Linked DNA regions of Columba livia: region 1 is linked to region 2. A link is a contact called in public Hi-C data. All regions are on one chromosome and are shown on one strand. Each heading gives the region's core, a stretch centred on a gene start, on an enhancer-like site or on the middle of the called end of the contact. The rest is flanking DNA. Distances are from core to core; before and after follow the strand shown.

The links. A called contact is a pair of places that touch in the nucleus more often than the background predicts.
Region 1: a contact with region 2 is called in a Hi-C map of liver, with 1.9 times the contacts expected there. The contact joins the enhancer-like site here to the promoter of LOC135580212 in region 2. A contact is called at or near these places in 2 of 2 Hi-C or Micro-C datasets (crop and liver).

What each region holds. Positions count from the first base shown.
Region 1 is chr9:346,271-348,970 of bColLiv1.pat.W.v2, forward strand. All of the region lies in intron 4 of LOC135580212, which reads left to right. Among named protein-coding and RNA genes, the nearest start is that of PFN2, 37 kb to the left of the region's middle. Within about 2 kb of position 1,386, at least 3 of the 3 cell types and tissues checked have an H3K27ac peak away from gene starts, as active enhancers do.
Region 2 is chr9:309,760-312,459 of bColLiv1.pat.W.v2, forward strand. It overlaps LOC135580212, which reads left to right and starts at 1,443. Exons shown (of 8, transcript XR_010474541.1): 1 at 1,443-1,698. It overlaps PFN2 (profilin 2), which reads right to left and starts at 1,359. Exons shown (of 3, transcript XM_065073355.1): 1 at 1,051-1,359. The coding sequence starts at 1,182.

The DNA.
Region 1 (2,700 bases), core at 136-2,635, 36 kb after region 2:
CGCTTGCCAGAGCCTGTCTGCAGGTGCTGGTGCTCCGCCGGTGGTGGAGGATGGCTGCTGCTGTGCGATAATCACCCAGCAATTCGCTGCTGGGGGCCTCTCTTTAATTATTGAATGCCAGAATAGATGTATATTGAATTACCTTGCTGGCAAATATCATCTCCAGCATCTTGGGTAACTCTATAATAATCTCAGTTTTCCTGCTTGCATAACATGAAATCGTCCAAGAATCTTAAAAAAGTCAAAATATATTTTAATATATTGCTTATATAGCAGTACATTTGCAGAGAATAATGAGCTGCACCCTGGCTCTAAAGATGGGCTTCCCTGGCCGTCAGTGGCGAGCGCTCACTCGTTTGAAGTCAAGCCTGCATTGGGTGCACAGCAGAATGTGCCTGGTGCATGAGCAAACCAACCAACAAAAAGCCCTCAACCCAGGGTGGTTCTGCTCCTGGTTCCCTGCAGGGTGGGGCTGGTCACTGGCCTTGGGTGGCTCGTTGCCACGGGGTTGCCCGCAGCACCGGCGCCGCGGTGCACACCGGGATGCGCCGGCTCTGCAGGGCCTGGCTGGAGCCACCTGCGGCAGCACGGGAAGAGAATCCACATACGAATTTGTCATTTCCCAGCTTGCTGAGATGCCGGCAAATGCCAGTGCTCCCCCTCATCACTCCTCCTCTGTCCTGCTGTGACGCACCCGCTACAGGCGTCAGATCTGTCAGCAGCGCTGGGGAAATCTGCCGCAGATCCCTTGACCTTTCGTTCCTGTGAAATCCTCAGGATCATGCAGTCTGCAGTGCTCACAGGCATGATACAGTTTTTATATTTTTTTTTATATATATATATATATATTTTTTTTTTCTCTCTCTAAATGTGGCAAGAAAAAATTGTCATTCCTTATTTTGCAAGAGAAATAAACCATGCCTTCTCATTTTCCAAACCGTGCTGAATCCCGAATAATCCTGGAAACAATTTTAGAAAGAAAGGAAGAATATTACACAATGGAAGGGAAGGCATTACTGCGGTTAATCGGAGATTTTCGCCACTGACGAGTTCCGGAGCGATCCCTGCTGGCGGGGCCGGGGCCCCTTTGTGCCCGCGTCCCATGCGGCAGCCCGGCGGCCCGGCGGGGCGGGTTTGTGCCGCAGGCGCGGCTGCAGCGGGCTGCTGAGGGCAGAGCTCCATCTGCCGGTGCACAGGCACAACGCGGGAATAACGGGCGCGGCCCCCCCGCCACTCGGAAGCTGCCAGATGCGGTACTGCTGGCTTTTTTCTCTTTTCCTGTGCTGTGGCTGAGAGGCCTCGGCTTCCCACCCGGTTCGTGCCCGGAGCCCGCGGTGCGCAGCGGGGCCGGTCCCGCTGGGCCGTCACACCGGGCGAGGCAGACAAGGGGTCCGGGAGCAGGCGCACGGAACCGAGCGGCCGCTCCGCGCACATGGCCCGACCCTGTGCCGCCCGCTGCCCTGGCCGGGGGGGCTCGCCCTCCAGAACGCGGTGGAGGTTCCTGGGCTCGCATGGGACCGCAGGAGCAGCAAAAGCTCTAGATGGCACATGGTTCTGCGGCTTTTTGTTTGGTTTGTTCTGAATTCACTGAGCCTGAGCCAACAAGGTATTCCTTGTGCAAGTGCACACAGGCGTTTCTTTGAGAATTGAGCCCTGCCTAAAACCCAGGTCCCTCTTCTCCAGAGCCTGGGATGCCACGAGGGCTGTGAGCCCTGAACCGAGCTCTGGGCATGAATCCTGCAAGCAAATTCCATCCTCGAGACTTTCAGCTGAAATCCTCCTCTCTGCACTTCGGATTATGCTTTCAATAGTGGCAGCGCATGCTCAGAACTGAGCGTTTTGCACTGGCCCCTGTCTTTGTGACAGGCTGAATTAGGACCCACTGTTGGAGTGCCGGCTGTGCTGGCCTGAGATATGTCACATGTAGCCATTGCTGGCCAGTTCGAGTAGCTCCTAAAGGACAATGTGTGCAACTTAGTTCTAAAAAAACCCAGATATTGCAGGATTTAGAAACTTGGAAAAAACAGTAATTTTTCTTGGCAAGTGAATAGCTGGTAGTAAAAGCGCATTGTTACTTTGCGCTTGTCAGAAGTGTCTGGATTCGTAGGTTTCCACAGAAAGCTTAACTGCAAATTGTTCTGCACCGATGTCAGGAGGAGTTTGTGCTTATGTTACATGACTGAGAGCTCAGCTGGAGTTGTGTGAGCAGATATTTCGGGTTTGAGTTCGGCCTGGCAGAAGATAGAGCCCAGCGCAGTGCCCAGCGTTTCCAGCTTTGATAGGATGACCGCAGCCCCACGTCTCCCAGGTGTGCTCGCAGGTACCGCGTCTGCTGCAGAGCTTCGCCGTCCCTTTTCTGCCTGCTGGGGAGGAATCCACAGTGATTCGTCCATTTGGGTTTTTAACTGGATTTTTCTTTACCGTGGAGCTGAAATGCGAACTCCCTGATAAGGAGAAGCAGGGGCCCACGTTTACCCAGCTCCCGTGGGGGGCTCGGCCGGCCCGCAGCCCGCCTGCCCGCCGCGGGGGCGCCTCTGTCCGGGTGCGGGCGCTGCCGGCCCGCGGGCTGAGCAGGGGAGCGGGCTGTGCCCGCGTTGCCGGCGCTGGCGGGTGTCTCACTAGTGCTCAATGTCTTACTAGCGCTGGACTTGCCTCTGGGCAGTGACCCATAGCTGTCTAAGCACTGGATGTAATGTGCTC
Region 2 (2,700 bases), core at 193-2,692:
AGAAGCGCTCCAGGACGGCGCTTTGTCACCGGTGCGCACAGCCCGGTCCCGCCCGGCCGCCTGGCCCGGGCCTCAGCGCGGCTGCCGCCGCCGCGCCCGCCCGGCCGCCCTGCGCTGCGGGCCCGCCCGGCCCGGCCCGGCCCGGTGTGCGCGGGGGCGGCCCCGCCAGCCGCGCTGCGGGAGCGCCGGGCCCGGAGCGGCCGCGGGGGTCGGGCGGCGGCGCGGCCGGCGCGGGGGGGGGCGCGGGCCCAGCCGCGGCGGCGCGGCCGCAAAGTGCAGCGTCACGGCGGGCCCGGCTCCGCAATCACGGCCCGGCTCTGCGCGGCCGCCGCGGGCCCCGCCCGCCCGCGCTGCCCCGGCACCGGGACCGGGACCGGGACCTGGCCCACGCCGCCGCGGGCCCCGCCGCGCCCGGGGCGGGGCACGGCGCCGGCCGCCGGGCCGGCCGGGCCAGGCCGCGCTGCAGAGCGCCGCACGGCCCTTATGTAACGGCGGCGCGGTCCCGCAGCGCCGGGCGGGCGGCGGGCGCGGGGCTGGCGGGCCGGGGCGGCGGCGGGGGCGAAGGACGGGCGGGGCGGGGGAGGGGAGGCAGCGATCAATGGCAGTGCGCCATCTTGGCGGTGAAAAACATGGAGCCGGCGGCGCGGTGGGCATTCACGAACGCCTCCTACGCCGCGCACGTAAGCCTCGCCGCAGCGCCGGGCCCAGGCGCGGGCGGCCCTACGCCAGCCCCGCCGCGCGGCCTCGCCCGCCGCCCCGCGGCCCCCGCGCGGCCGCCCCGCCAGCCCCGCAGGCGGGCCCCGCCGCATCGGGCCGCAGCCCCCGCCCCCGCCGGCGGGAAGGGCCCCTCTCCCGCGGCGCCGCCGGCAGACACAGACAAAAAGGCGGCCGGGCCCCTCTCTCTCGCCCGCCGCCTTCCCCCCGCACACCCCAAGGTGCCCCCGTCCCCCGCCCCGCGCTAACGGCCGCGCTCGCGCTCCCGCCGGGCCGGCGCCGCAGGCGCGCTCGCCCTTCCCCGCTCCCGCCCGCCTGCCCGGCCGCCGCCCTCACCGTGATGCTCTGGAAGATGCCGCCGGCCGTGGCTGCCCAGACGTACTTGGCGTCGCAGTAGCCCACAATGGCGGCCTCCTGGCAGCAGCCATCGCACATCAGGTTGTCCACGTAGCTCTGCCAGCCGGCCATCTTCGCGCGGGCGGCGGTGGGGGCGAGCGGGGCGGGCGGCGAGGCGCGGGCCGGGCGGCGGGCGGCGGGGCTGGGCGAGGCGGTCCCGTCCCTCTCCTCTCTCTTCTCCCTCCTCGACGGCGGAGCGGAGCCGAGCGCTGCAGCGAGCGGCGCGGCCCAGCCCAGCCCTCCGCGCTGCCGGCGCCGAGGGGCGGAGGGGAGGAGGGGCGCGGCCCGGCACCGCCCCCCGCGCCGCCCGGCTCCGCGCGGCCGAGGCGGGAACGGCGGCGGGTTTCGCCGCGCGGAGCGGCGCGATGCGATGCGGCGGGAGCCGGGCGGCGGGGTCCCGGTCCCGGTCCGGGTCCGCTCGGCCCTCGGCGGAGAGGTGCGGCGGGCCCGCCGGGACGGGAGAGCGCGCGCTGCGCTGCCTCAGACCGCGCGGGGCAGCGGCGGAGCCCGCGGTTCGAGCCCCGGCGCTGCCGCCCGCCCGCGATGCCGCCGCCTGCGCTGCCCGGAGCGCCGAGAGGGGCCGGCCGGGTGAGTACCGGCTGCCGGGCCGCCGTTCCGCCTCGGTCCCTTGGCTTGCGGCAGCTGGAACGTTGCTCTGAGGACCAAGAAATTGCGCTGCTCTCGCTTCTGGAAGCGTGGTCGGTGCTTGGGGCAAGCCCTGGTGCTTTTCAGCATCGGCCAGACCGGTTCGCAGCTGTGTTTGCCGGAGCAGCGCAGAGCCCCCTCTGACCCTTCTCCTCAGCTCTCCCGGCGTGCCGGGCCTGCCCCGCTCCCGGTGGGCTCGGCTCCCGGTGGGCTCGGCTCCGCCAGCTCTGTCTCTTGGGAGGCAACGTTCACCCAGCTGGTTGCATTTGTGTTTTATTTCTATATGTTCTGTGCCTTCTTTCGTGTGACTCGGAAGCTGTGAGGATCTCGGGAAGCCCGTTGGTGCTGCTGGTAGTTGACCACACTGCTGTCCCGCCAGCTGAGCCCGTGTCCAGCATAGTAACAGCACTTCTGTACCAAATCGCTGATCTTGTATTCAGTTGGTGGGCTCCCCGTCTTGCACACTAGCATCTACTATATTTTATTTCTGTGTGGTTTTGTAAGTGGCCATTTCACATTTTATTCCAGTTTATTCTGGTTATTTCTGTGTTCTTTTGTACAAGGTCCAGGTCTGATACCAGTATTTTGCTGCAGTGATGCTGTCCCTGGGCAACATTCACCCGCACCTTCAAGGTCATGGTTTAGGACAACGCCTTGGTCTTGCTTAAATTTTGAGTTGGAGTGGTGGGGTCACCTCCTTTTTGAGCAGGATGATTTTTCTCTGCTCGGTGTCTGCTGGGATTCTCTGGGAAATGGAGATAAGTGGGATGTGAAGTGGCGGTCTGTGTACTTAACTTTGAAGCTTTAATTCATGGAGTTTGAGCTTGTACATGAATATGCCAAGGCATAGTACACAGCAATTGAATCTGCCTTCTCCTGAGGTTATATCCCCAGGAAGAACATTCACCAGGTATCTCTAATGAGTATCCCTACAGAATACTTCAG